Linked DNA regions of Bicyclus anynana: regions 1 and 3 are each linked to region 2. A link is a contact called in public Hi-C data. All regions are on one chromosome and are shown on one strand. The core of a region is the stretch at or near the end of the contact, and the rest is flanking DNA. Distances in the headings are between cores, read along the strand shown.

What was found. A called contact is a pair of places that touch in the nucleus more often than the background predicts.
Region 1: a contact with region 2 is called in a Hi-C map of whole body, with 4 times the contacts expected there. The contact joins two enhancer-like sites. A contact is called at or near these places in 2 of 2 Hi-C or Micro-C datasets (whole body and whole larva).
Region 3: a Hi-C map of whole body shows a contact between it and region 2, with 3 times the contacts expected there. The contact joins two enhancer-like sites. A contact is called at or near these places in 2 of 2 Hi-C or Micro-C datasets (whole body and whole larva).

Annotation. Positions count from the first base shown.
Region 1 is chr4:14,072,809-14,077,274 of ilBicAnyn1.1, reverse strand. It overlaps LOC112054536 (ras GTPase-activating protein raskol), which reads right to left. Exons shown (of 19, transcript XM_052881290.1): 4 at 3,040-3,223. Among protein-coding and RNA genes, the nearest start is that of LOC112054536, 93 kb to the right of the region's middle. Within about 2 kb of position 2,909, at least 5 of the 8 cell types and tissues checked have open chromatin away from gene starts, as enhancers often do.
Region 2 is chr4:14,107,509-14,112,373 of ilBicAnyn1.1, reverse strand. The region is part of intron 4 of LOC112054536 (ras GTPase-activating protein raskol); the gene reads right to left. Among protein-coding and RNA genes, the nearest start is that of LOC112054535, 110 kb to the left of the region's middle. Within about 2 kb of position 1,478, at least 8 of the 8 cell types and tissues checked have open chromatin away from gene starts, as enhancers often do.
Region 3 is chr4:14,159,347-14,163,919 of ilBicAnyn1.1, reverse strand. The region is part of intron 4 of LOC112054536 (ras GTPase-activating protein raskol); the gene reads right to left. Among protein-coding and RNA genes, the nearest start is that of LOC112054535, 53 kb to the left of the region's middle. Within about 2 kb of position 2,714, at least 1 of the 8 cell types and tissues checked has open chromatin away from gene starts, as enhancers often do.

The DNA of each region.
Region 1 (4,466 bases), core at 1,660-4,159, 37 kb after region 2:
GATCGCCAAACTTCCTTAGACGTTGCACTATATGAAGACAAAATAAAAAAATATCTTTTACTCTTAGCCTATGAACACATTGCAATTATAACTTACCAGTACCGAATAACGTTTCCACGTAGTAAATAAATGTATGGTACTAAATTTACATCATGCAAATGATGGTATGGTATGGTTCTTCATATGGTAAATGACTAAACAAAAAATTCTTCATATTTTTTTTTATTCTCTACAAGTTAGCCCTTAACTAAAATCTCACCTGATGGTAAGTGATGATGCAATCTAAGATGAAAGCGGGCTAACTTGTTAGGAGTAGGATGAAATCCACACTCCTTTCGGTTTCTACACGACATCGTATCGAAACGCTAAATCGCTTGGCGGTACGTTGCTGGTAAAGTGGTAACTAGCCACGGGCGAAGCCTCCCACCAGGCAAAACAACATAACCGTGTTCCTAAAATTAATAAATATGTTTTGTACTTTGGGATATTTTCGTTACCACGTTATGGGTATACGTACATAGAATACAATATTATATGTCTTGTTATTGGTTGCGTATTTACAGTAACGGACAAGACAGTATCAATATATCTTTACTCTAGTATCACTCTTGCATCGCTGACCTCTTTCAAGAATGGCAGGAAAACTACAATTACAAAAAAAAACATTCTAATAAGAACAGCGAAGATGTGGAATGCCCTTCCGGCTTCTGTGTTTCCTAACACTTATGATTTGTGCACCTTCAAGACAAGAGCGAATAGGCATTTTCTAGGCAAGCGCGCTCCAACCTAGACCTCATCATACTTTCCACCAGGCATGATTGTAGTCAAGCGCAAGTCTAATATAAATAAAAAAAAACATATTTTTTCATGTAAACGATGGACTAAAGCAAAATCAGGTGACATTTTTATTGTCTTTTTTTAAATATGCTACGCGTTAACACTTTAGTTGTTTTATCGCAAAGGGGATTAAATGTCACACCGTCAAGGGAGCAATGTCAATTAAAATCGCCGGACCCTAATTGTGTCCATTTTAGCTCGATTGCGCCAGACGAGCGAAGGGCGGCGGCCGGCAGACTATGAAAACTGTATTGCTTCTGAAATGCGCTTTATTGAGCGTACCGTCCATAGATAATTCAATTTATTTTAATCATAAATTTGTTTTTTTTTTTATTTTTAGACCATTTTGAAATCAATAAATGTTACCGGCAAACGTACGATAACCTTTTAGACGCTAGATGTATTACCTATTTTATCTGTATTTTGACTAAGTATTATAGCTAAAAACTAACTGTATTAATACTAAATATGTTGTTTAGTTTAGGTAATAGATATCTACCACATCAAATTAAAAAAAAACTTTGTTCACATTATTATTGTACATACTCATGTTAATTTACAGCTTTCTAGTAGTAATAGTCTCTTTGCTAAACCGCGGACAGACAGACGGACATGGCAAAACATGGCGGGTTCCTTGTGGACTGCGAAACCCTAAAAATCCACTCCAATCTTTCAATCAATTTCTTGTTATCCAAACGTTTCTCATTATCAACCCATATTCGGCTCACTGCTGAGCACGAGTCTCCTTACAGAAATGAGATGGGTTAAGCCAATAGTCCACCACGCTGACCCAATTGTGTTAGAGTTATCGCCATTATGGCTTTCTTATAGCTGGCTCATTGGCCGATAAAGCTTTTGCATAAAATCTATACTAATATTATAAAGCTAAAGAGTTTGTTTGTTCAATTGAACGCGCTAATTTCAGGAACTACTGGTCCGATTTGAAAAATTCTTTCAGTGTTAGATAGCCCATTTATCGAGGAAGGCTATAAGCTATATATTATCTCCGTATTCCTACAGGAACGGGAACCACGCGGGTGAAACCGCGCGGCGTCAGCTAGTTACGGTATAAAATATTCATTATGAGTTTCTAGTGCCTCGTTATAATAGCTTATTTTTAAGACTACTATTATATTTTTATAACTCACTAAAAAATATGAATTGTGTTTCAAGCAAGTATGTTTTAGTCATATCTTTAAAATAATCCATAGATACAAAGTTTCCAAGTTGACATCAAGTCACCTTTCGTAAGGAATTTTAAAAATAATCTGGACATCCGTAATAGGAACAGACAAACAGTCGTAAGTATGCGGCCGGGGCGTAAACTCACTCTAATCGATTTGTAGCGGATGGGTGCACAAGCGTCACTCCACATCAATTGTCATTTACTTTAGGGCTGACACAAAATAATCGTTATTATTTTTAATTAGTAACTAAAAACATTAAAAAAAACATAATTAAAATATTTATTAGAAGTTATTCACTTTACCTATTATTAAAATCTGTGGGGGAATCGATGAGGATCTAGCCCGCAAACCTATACCGCGGCCCAAGTACTGTACCTGTAATATTCTTCAAAATCTAGTACTTCTTCGTATTCTTCTATTATCTTAATAACTTAATGAATAGGTATCCTACCTATGTTTAATTTCATTTACTATTGATTTTTTTTTAACTTATATTCTCGACAAAACCCCTGTTTCAACCCTGTCTTGCGACATAATTTTATTCTAAACTCATAAACAGTATAAAAAACGTCAACAGTTGTAAAGAAATGCATGTAATGGACTGTGACTAATGACCCACTTTTACTAGAAAACCATGTTTACTAGAAAAAAAAACGAATTAACTAAATGCAATGTAAAAATTAATTACCTATTACAACAATGTAAAAAAAGATTCTAAAATAAAAATAATATTCAAAAAAAGAATGACTTATTCATCATAGACACAGTAATTAAGAAGTTTACATTATTTGTCTAAAAATTTTACTTTTTATTTACAATAAAAGCCATCTAGGGTGTAGTAGATACACTTCAAACACACGCGACATCTAGTGTCAAAAAATAACAATTCAACATACTCTACAGATGGCGCACTTACAATATTCAGTCAACATCGCAGCTTAGCGTAGTACCACTATTCAACGCTAGATGGCGCTAGAACAATTTAAAATACCGTTGCTTTTAAATGTAAGCTTACCTTGCGACGGTAAAGCCCGTAATGAAATGGCATCTTCTTCGATATCATCTTCGGCTTCTTCTTCTGTAATAGAAGGCGGTGCAGCCCAGCATCGTAACCGGACTCCGTTACCGGCTGTGTTGCCTCCATCTATTCTCACTCGAGGTAGGCTTCGAGTCGCGTATTCTCCGTTGTTATTGGCAGCCTGAGAAACAAAAATGTCAAAATAAACATTATATTCAATGGCAGGTAGTCATTTAAAGTTAGAAATAACAGGCATCAATACATTATAATGTAGTAGAATCAAAGCAATTTATTAGACACCGATATACATAGGTATACGACATTATTATGAATGTCGTATCTAACGACATTTTATAAAATCATCGCAAAAAGTGAACCGAATTTAGTTACCTACTCCACTGAGCGCACACATATACAATTTTGTGTTTAATTTCATGATATATTTATGTAGGTGTATATAGTTTTTACACTTCCTAAACACAACTCGATATTGTAGACAATATTTGGGTATTAAATAACTTTCGTCGTTTACTAAGACAATTAACCCCTTTTGTTCGCCTAGGTTTTGACGTGTTAGGTAATTTATGTTTTTTTACTTATAGTGCATACCTTTTTTGCACTTATAGTGCATACCTTGTGCTCGCCACTGCATATCTCTATTATAAAATCTTTAGTCGTATGCTACTTGTACACATAATATTATATCGTGAAATTTATTTTAAAGTAATTTTGTCTAACAATGAAATGAATCGCGTTACTTATAAATAAAATAGCAGAAAACAGAATGCAAAGTATGTGTATTGAATAGGTCATTATACAACTTGACTCAATGATAATGTCACGATACTTATTACATACAACGACGCATGTGCTGTATTAATAATACATATTTCTATAATTATAGCAATTATATTCCCACGTCCTTCTATCTCCTTTCTAATACGGCCTGAATCACTTCAATCGACGCAATGTTTAAATTGAATAGAGGTTATCGCATCTTAAATTTCTGATACCAAATACTATTGAAGTTTATCTTAAAATCGGCCAAGTATACCTTAAACAATATCGTCGTCGTCATCAACCCATATTCGGCTCACTGCTGAGCTCGAGTCTCCTCTCAGAATGAGAGGGGTTAGGCCAATAGTCCACCACGCTGGCCCAATGCGGATTGGCAGACTTCACACACGCAGAGAATGAAGATAATTCTCTGGTATGCAGGTTTCCTCACGATGTTTTTCCTTCACCGATTGAGACACGTGATATTTAATTTCTTAAACAGTTAGTTAAACAATATACAACGGTCCAATTTTAATATGATAGCGTGTCTTCAAAATTTAAAGGAAAAGAACATAATCTAATTCATTATAAACCTGTTCGAAGCCTTTGTTATACTATATACGAAAGAGGCACCTTGTAGGTCTATA
Region 2 (4,865 bases), core at 229-2,728:
CGTATAAGTTACCAAGGCCTATCCAATGACTGTTTTAGGTTATGAAAACATGCGACACAAGTGTAAAATACTACATATCCCTCTGACCAAGTGACCAGTAGCGCTATTCGGTTACAATGTTTTTAATCGTCAATGTGAGTTGCGAATATATTTTTTTTTTATTTATTTATTATTCAACAAAAAACACATTTAAATTAAGCCTAACCATAGTGCAACACAAACCACAGTTGGTTTTACTGTGCACAGGTTATTATTGCATAATACAATATTTAGGAACAAAAGTAATTAACAAACAGAAGAGGATAAATAGCAAGAATAATCATTATAGGGTAGTTAAATAAAAGTGTGAGTGAACCGGTGCTGCGACGCTACACAGGCTGTCCCAATTCGTCTCTATTTCACTCTATCCATAGTATCGTGTTAGATAGAGATAGAGACAAACTCGAAACTCACACATTAAAAGAACATCGTTACAGAATAGTATACTGTACCCTTTTTATCTGACGAGAGAAATTGTGATTATTCTGAATAATTACTCTGATAATGACTTGACGTGATAGCCCAGTGTATATGACCTCCGCCTTCGATTCGGAGAGCGTAGGTTCGAATCCAGTCTGGGGCATGCATCTTCAACTTTTCAGTTATGTGTATATTTAGAAATTAAATAGGTATCACGAGTCTCAAACGGTCAAGGAAAAACATCGTGAGGAAACCTGCATACATGAGAATTTTCTTAATTTTCTACGTGTGTGTAGTCTACCAATCCGTATTTGGCCGGCGTAGTGGCCAACCCATATTCGGCTCACTGTTGAGCACGAGTCTCCTTTCAGAACGAGAGGGGTTAGGCCTTACTCCATCCACCACGCTAGCCAAATGCGGATTGGCAGACTACACACACGTAAAGAATTGAAAATTCTCATGTATGCATGTTTCCTCACGATGTTTTTTTTTCCTTCACCGTTTTCGAATCGAAGGGAGAGGTCATATCCACTTTTACGATATATTTTAACTCTAATGAACTGAGATCTAATTTCCGTTACACCTCATCCTTATTACAGCTGAATTTACTTTATCTCGGCTGTCAATTTTCATTCATTCTTGTGCCCTTGAATCGTTGATCACGAAGGTAATCTCAGCAATTCATTGTTGACCTTATAAAGATAACTAAAGTCTCCTTTTGTTATGCTCAGCATCGTTATACAATTGTATGAATCATGTTTTCTTAAAATCATTGGTTATTGTTAGCTTCCTTTGATGTTCCCATACCTTACGAACAAAATGCCTACCCATTCAATTGATAAAATTTATTGAAAATTAAATAAGAACTTGAATTATTCTAGCAAACCAGTCAAAATATCAATTAATATTTTGGATAAAGAAATTACTAAAATGACCAGACTGGATGTATACATTTTATCCGGCCAGTTTTAGTTACGAATGCTGCCATCTAGCGGCGAGTAGAAAAAATACTTACATGCTCGTAATGCATCGAGGGATGGCGGTAGTGTAGCCGCGCTACCTCCCTGCATCGCCGCTAGAGCGGCGTATGAATCCGTATCGCATTGTAAACTGTCACTGTATTTTCTTTTCCTATGTATGAATGCCTTCCACATCTTGAATTTTGTCTTTTTAGGCCTTTGTAAACTCATTTACATTTCTTGACACTGCATAAATCCATTGAACACTTCACATTAATTATATATGTACACGGAACATGAACCTACTTTTAGTAGATAGTATTAAGTAGATTAAGGATTTGCTTAATAGCGTGTCGTTCTCACCTGATCATTAAACATAAGCCTATTAATTCAGTATTAATAGTGATCTGATGTAAGTGGAATAGCCGTATGTCCGTTTACGAATGAGTGCGTCGTCAGTTGAATCGTTCCTAACAATTGACGGATAAATCACTGGTTGCCTGCAGTGCAACAAGACGTAACGATGCTCAATGAACATAGGGGCACTGCCCTTTACGATATTTTGCACAAGGTTTGTTGAATATTTTAAACATGTCCAATTTTAAAAGACATCTGTGTGATTCTACGAAAATCGGGAACTTTTAGGCATATTTTGTTCAGTATTGTTTTGAAGTTATATCTCTACAAATTTGGGTATGTAAGATAGCTAATCTAATGAATATTCTATTTTTAAGGATCAAATTTTTCCAGATTTTGCCACATAGCCAGGGGACTGACGAGGGCGACAGAGTACTGATAAATTAACAATTCAAATAAGAAAAATAGTATACCTATTTAATAAAAATTTTAATAAAAAAATACACATGTCTATATTTATACACATATCTTCATGATACTGATTAAAATTTAAAATGTTTTATATTTTATTTTAGAATGACCATTAAACATCCCTATGATGTTTTATTGTGCCGCCTTTAGTGTTATCTAAAAATAATCACTAATAAATTGGGTTATATTTTATCGAATTATATAAGGGCCTGATTCGCTAGACCCTGTCTTCCCTGTCGAAGATCAAGAATCAACGAATCGGTGTTTCATATAGTTTTCGTCGCGTAAAGAGCTCCCTAAAATGCCGGTCTGTAAACAAACCAAACTTTATGTATTTTTTTGGTTGGGTTTAATCCCACAATTTCAAAACAATAGATAACAGGTGTAGTTATTAAAAGGAAAAATTTAAACCGCTTCATAGGAATCGTGCACAGAAGGCAAGATTTAAAGAAGTTAATTTGTATTTATAGAGAAATATTTCCAAGGCTAATTAATAAAATGTATTATCAATTATGTTAAAAAAAAATAAAGTGAAACAAAATGTTGACACGCCTATTTCATTAATCACAATAATTGTTTACAACGTACCTAGATACGAGTCTTATCATTTCATTGTAGAATTGGACCGGTCGAATATCGACCGTTGTACAATCAACTAATATAAATGAATGAAAACCGATAACATTATTATACTAAACAATCAATATCCTACACACAATGCTGCTCTATTTATATATAAAAGTAGGTAGGTACGAACGTATTGAGCACAACACACCTTATTTGAAAATAAGAGACCAATGAACGGTTTGGTTCGTGACACTTTTAAAAATAAACTACAGGTGAATTATGTTAACCACTTTATATTATCGCCTTCGTTATTAAACTTCCTACTCTATCGCCTAAACAAGAACTTTAAGTAATTAATCTTATTTAAAACAAATATTTTACTCAGTCTCTTAACCGAATATACTTACGTTTATTTAAACGTAAGTATATACGTTTAAATAAACGTAAGTATATTGACTATAAATGTTATAAAAACTTCAGTTTCTGCAGAACAAAGTTTTCTGTTTTCTAAAATAGCAATTTTAAAAAGTGCTGTTTTTATCTTGATATGATTTTTCACTCCAAAACGGCTTACTCTTGTGTCGTGAAACTTACACATAAAGTTGTTACATTTTTCTTTAATAGCTTGTAAGTAAACGTAAGTTTTACGTAACTGATGCAAAAATAGTTAGTAAAACTCGCAACATTTCCGGTAAAAAAAGCAAATTATTGTTCAAGGTCGTTGGTATCAGGTAGTAACTAGTAGCCTAGCAAAAAAACAAAAAGTAAGTATGTACATACCTAATGAAAAACTTTATTAATTAATAACATGCACGGTAAGTTTGCATATTAGTAAACTTTTTTGCGGTAATTAAAGTCGTAAAAAAATAAAGCTATGAAGTTTCCAAACGTAGCTACTCTAATAATATAATAGATTAAAAATCTAAAAAACACGTTTTTAGCACGCACTAATTTTCGTATTCCTGACAGCAAACCCTGGCATTTGATTTCATTTGATTTCAAACAGCCTGTCCGCCATCTTGGGGAGGCCGCCATATTGGATTTGTAATGACGTTTCTTAGCTAGTCATGTATTGTCATCAGAACTCAGAGCGTGTGCAAAATTTCATTAATCAAGACCGGGAAGTGGGTCACATTAAGATTCCAAGATTTTCTTACATACATATTTACAAGTGAAGATAATTAATAAGAAGCTCAAAACAAACTTAGCTATACTACGCGTTGTCTTAAAAGTACTATTGAGTAATTACTTGTAAATTTTATAAACGCTAACTTTTCAATATAATTACCTAATTTACGGAGATTATAATATCCATATCAAATGCTTTAGTTTGAGTTTAGATTTTTTGGGATAGAGACAGCAAGTACGAGACAGCGAATTATAATATTTTTGAAAGTAAAACTTAACACTTTCTAACTACTTAATTACTGTTAAAGACATTACAATGGTAATTATTAATAAATATCACTTATTTAATCTTTTTAAGTTAACAAAAGTTTGCGTCATAATATCTAAAGTACGAATATTTGTTTAAGCAGTTCACAAACCTGTGATTGTATTTCGAACAATGCTGAGAAGCAAATGTTGTGAAGTCTGAACAGTTAATAAATTTAGTGTTTAGCAACATTACAAAACTAAGAACGATAACCAAATCTGATGACTCCAAATGTCCTGACCATTAAATTATAGAAATACTAGTGGACGCCCGGGACTTCGTCCGCCCTTAGACCTCCTTAATCCGGCCCCATTGCAAAATCCATTCTTAGCGCATGTCTACTAACTATAAAACTACTTCCCTGCCACATTTCAACTTTGTACGTTAGCGGTTTTTGAGATTTCATGATGACATTTCGCTTTAATATATTTATACGCCCTGCTAGTAACCAAACCAAACCATTTCGTTATCAACCCATATTCGGCTCACTGCTGAGCTCGAGTCTTCTCTCAGAATGAGAGGTGTTTCGGCCAATACTCCACCACGCTGGCCCAATTCGGAATTGACAGATAGATTTTACTCTGATTTTAGAAAAATTCATGATCGCGAGGGATTTG
Region 3 (4,573 bases), core at 1,465-3,964, 50 kb before region 2:
GAGCCATAAGCATGACCATACTGGAAAAATGCCATTGCATTTTGAGCCTTTATACATATTGTCTTAAAGACCGCGAGTTCATGGGATTGAAGATTTCTTTTACGTCCAGTACTTACAGGTAAAAAGCTGACAGTGTATGTTAGACTTTATGCCATTTATAATAAGAGCTACAGGCTTGTATTTACAAGTACATCGAATAAATCACGATACAACAGCTTGGTTGGCTTGGTATTACAAGACGATCGGTCGTGAACCTACTAAACTGGTTATGGTATTGTTCTGAACTTCGAGTGTTCAAGCAAGGGCTTTAGAACATCCGTCATGATGTTGTTTATTCATTACGTAATCAAAGTACTAAGGACATAAGGAGATTTTTCACAATATGTTCATAAGAAATCATTAACGGCTATACGTGTTACTGAAAATAAAATTATGATAACGCAAAATAGCAAAAGAAACGCTAACGAAGTAATGTTAGAGCTTCAGTGACTCAACGGTAAGAGCAGTGGGACTTATCACCGAGGGGTGGTGGTTCGATCCCCACTCCGTTGGTCTATTGTCGTACCGACTCCTAATACAGTATTTCCCGACTACTTGGAGGGAAATGGGAATATTGAACATATTAAAAAAATACATATATGGCAAATATTCTTTAAAAAAAAAACAAAAACAGAATGCTGAAAATAAATGTGCGCTTTTTACGTAACACTTTCATTACAAGTTGTCCAAATTCATTACTTTATTATGAACTAGCGATCGCCCGCGACTTCGTTTTTTAAATTTTTCCCCGCGAATTTCAATTTTTCGCGCAAACATCCATGGTCCCCAACCATGGATGTGGATATGGATGGCTGGATGGAAAAAAATTGCCTATATGTTATCCAATAACCTCCTGTAACTTCCACTTTTATTAATATGTATTTCATGAACATAAGACAAGGCTATATGTACTTATTGGTGGAATTAAAATTATGATAAAGTGAAATTGGCAAATGACGTAAAGCTGAAAATAAATGTCGAGTGCTTTTACGTAACACTTTCGTCACAAGTTGTATCATTTATTTACTATATTATCAACATTATAGTCAGCCCTACTTGATGTGTACTGTTTAACAACACACAAATTAAAAATGAATTTAGAAAACGCATGTCATTTTATAACTTATTTATTTATGTATTGTTTTTTTTTTGTAAAATATTATTCAAAATATACCTATTTAACTACATCTAATTATTGTTCTAAGCTTATTAATCAAATTTATTTTCATCAATTTAAGAACAAGTTAATTATAATTATTATTAGGTGTGAAATGACTAGCGATCTTAAACGTCATTTTTAATTTGTTTGTTGGTAAACAGTAGGTACACATCGAGTAGGGCTGACTGCTGAAACAGTCTACGAAATTAAGAATCTACTAAAAACCAGCGCTGAATGTTCTGAATGTTCACAAATGGTAAATTGCAATAAATTAAAGTCATACAGATTTACAAGTGTTTCTACTAAATAATTGAATTTTTAAACTTAATTAGCTAATTTACAATTGAATGAAAAATATTAAAATCATTATTATTACATTAAATTTGTAAAATAACTGGTAAATTAACTCCTTTGGCAGACTGGTGCGTAGCGCACTCTAGCGTTAAGTAGCAGAACCAGTTCAACTTCAGCATTTCTTATTACTTCAGGTAGATGGCGCTGTACATCGAAACACCTAAAATTTAGCTACAGAAAAACCTATCCAAGTAGGTATACTTTAAGAAAATTATTGTTTAAGTTATAAATAACATCATAAAAATATTGTGTACGCATTTTCCAGGTGTTTTCCAGAGGTGATTATTTGTTACAGATGGTTTGAGACATTTTTCCTTAGTATCTAATCTAAACTTTTTAATTTCACATAAGTAGGTAGGTAGGTATGCTTTTAAAAGTTATTGTTTCCCTAAATTTACAAACAAAACCACGTAAGTGTAAAAGTTAAAATACTATCATTTCCTGTAGGTGGCCCAAATTTCACTCGTTTCTATTGTGTATGCCATTTTGAATACCGGTTCTTTTGACCAGTATATTAGGTACTCGTTTAATACACAAATTAAGATTAATATTTTGCAAATTGAAGCAACTATTCTCATCTATCTACAACAACGATATTTCGTTGATCTATAGGTACTATAGATAAAAACCCATCACTATAGATTCTATAGTGATGGGGTTTTGAATAATTGTCTGCTCGGTCACTACAAACAGGAAAAATTAAACAATTTTGATTCATTTTGATTTCAAAATTATAGGTATACCTATGAATTTCATGTTTGAAAACTCTAATGAATAACACACATGCTTTCTTTATATACCTACAATCTACATAATATGAAACGCTTTAATAAATTAAAACCATTGGTGTAATAAACTCATATGTACATCTATAATAATAGTTAATTAAGAGACGTTGAAAATCACCTATCCGGATTGCGATTCCGCTATTTTAAATTCGCCGACGAACTTTTCGCCTATAACATTCTCGAATTGGAACTTTGTGTTTAAAGGATGTCAAAATTAAAATGTTACTAACAACGAAGTTGCCATGGAGACGAACGATGTCACAACGGTGTAACTTTGCAGAATGCGGGGACTGCGTTGAATACAAGCTCGGGTTTGAAATGTTACGTCAACGTTGAAAGTATGAATGGTAAAAAGTGTCGCTGCGTACAACGGGACCGATTGCCAACTGAACGTGTCAGAATATCGATATAAATAGACGTCCGAGTGCAATGTACGGGATAATTCTGAGGCGGTGCGTTAAGTAGCTTTCCTCTTTGTCAGGGAAATACGAGCATCTCAATGCTTTGAGCCTTAAGATGACCGCTTGTATTTTTTATTTTTTTTTATTGTTGACAAGTTAGCCTTTGACTATAATCTCACCTGATGGTAATTGATGATGCAATCTAAGATGGAAGCGGGCTAACTTGTTAGGAGGAGGTTGAAAATCCACACCCCTTTCGGTTTCTACACGACATCATACCGGAACGCTAAATCGCTTGGCGGTACGTCTTTGTCGGTAGGGTGGTAACTAGCCACGGCCGAAGCCTCCCACCAGCCAAATAATGTTATCAGTTGTAACAGGAATCTATTCTTTAAGGAAGATTACGAAGACTAACTCGAATTTCAGGGAAGCTTTTCAGCTTTTCAGGGTATTTTTAATTAATCGAACGAATACTGAATGCAACATTTATTTATTTACTTAAATAATTATGTATTATAATATTTATTTAAGTGATTAACTAATTTTATACATATCAGTTGTGTTATTAACGTCCCGAAACTCTCCTAACTTTACATCAAAGCTACACTTTCCAGCCTATTCAGTGCAAACAAACAAACAAAGAATCAATATTTTTCCTGTTTATAATATTATACCTATATATTACATTCAAAAAATGAATAGTACAAAATTAGGGCAGCTAATAATAATAATTTATTTACTTTGTATTGAGGCAGGGAATATGAAACAGGTAGTGAAGGAACGCTTCTTTGGCCGCCTGAAAAAAGTCCTAAAAAGTCTTTTATCAGGCGGTAACAAGGTGCGTGCCTTTAATAGCTGGGTCATGCCCTTACTCATATACACTTTTGGCATTCTAAAGTGGACTCAAACCGAACTGGATTCCCTGGACTGTAAAGTCCGCAAACTGCTGACGTCATACCGGATGCATCACCCCCGTTCATCTGTAATGAGATTGTACCTCCCACGCAAGTGTGGAGGACGTGGCTTCTTAAACGCCAGGAACCTCCATAATCGTGAGGTGTGCAATCTCAGAGATCATTTTCTCAAGATGAATGTGAGTATGTATCAGGATGTCGTTGCAGTGGATAAGGGACTTACCCCGCTATCCCTAGGCAAAGAGAACTGGCGCAAGCCTATAGTAATCAGTAACTCAGATCGTGTGGCAATATGGAAGAGCAAGGAGTTGCATGGACGATTCTACAAGGCCCTTACTGGGCCGGATGTAGATCAAATAACATCTGTATCTTGGTTGCAATTCGGTGACCTCTTTGGGGAAACCGAGGGTTTTGTCTGTGCAATTATGGACGAAGTTATAAAGACGAGAAACTACCGGAAACACATTATGAAAGATGGCACTCTAGACATCTGTCGAGCGTGTCATCGTCCTGGGGAGTCCCTTAGGCATATTGTGTCCGGGTGTTCTCACCTTGCTAACGGCGAATACTTGCACAGACATAATCAAGTAGCCAAGATAATCCACCAACAGCTTGCTCTTCAATATGGCCTTATCGATTTTGAGATGCCTTACTATAGGTACGACCCAGCGTCAGTTCTTGAAAATAGCAGTGCATTGCTCTACTGGGACCGAACGATTATCACTGACAGGTATATTGTAGCCAATAGACCTGATATAGTGCTAGTCGATCGGTCAGTGCGTCGTGCAATAATTGTTGATATTACTGTTCCACATGACGATAATCTGGTTAAAGCCGAAAAGGAAAAAGTATCAAAATACTTGGACCTTGCTCACGAGATTACCGCCATGTGGAATGTTGAGTCAACTATTATTGTTC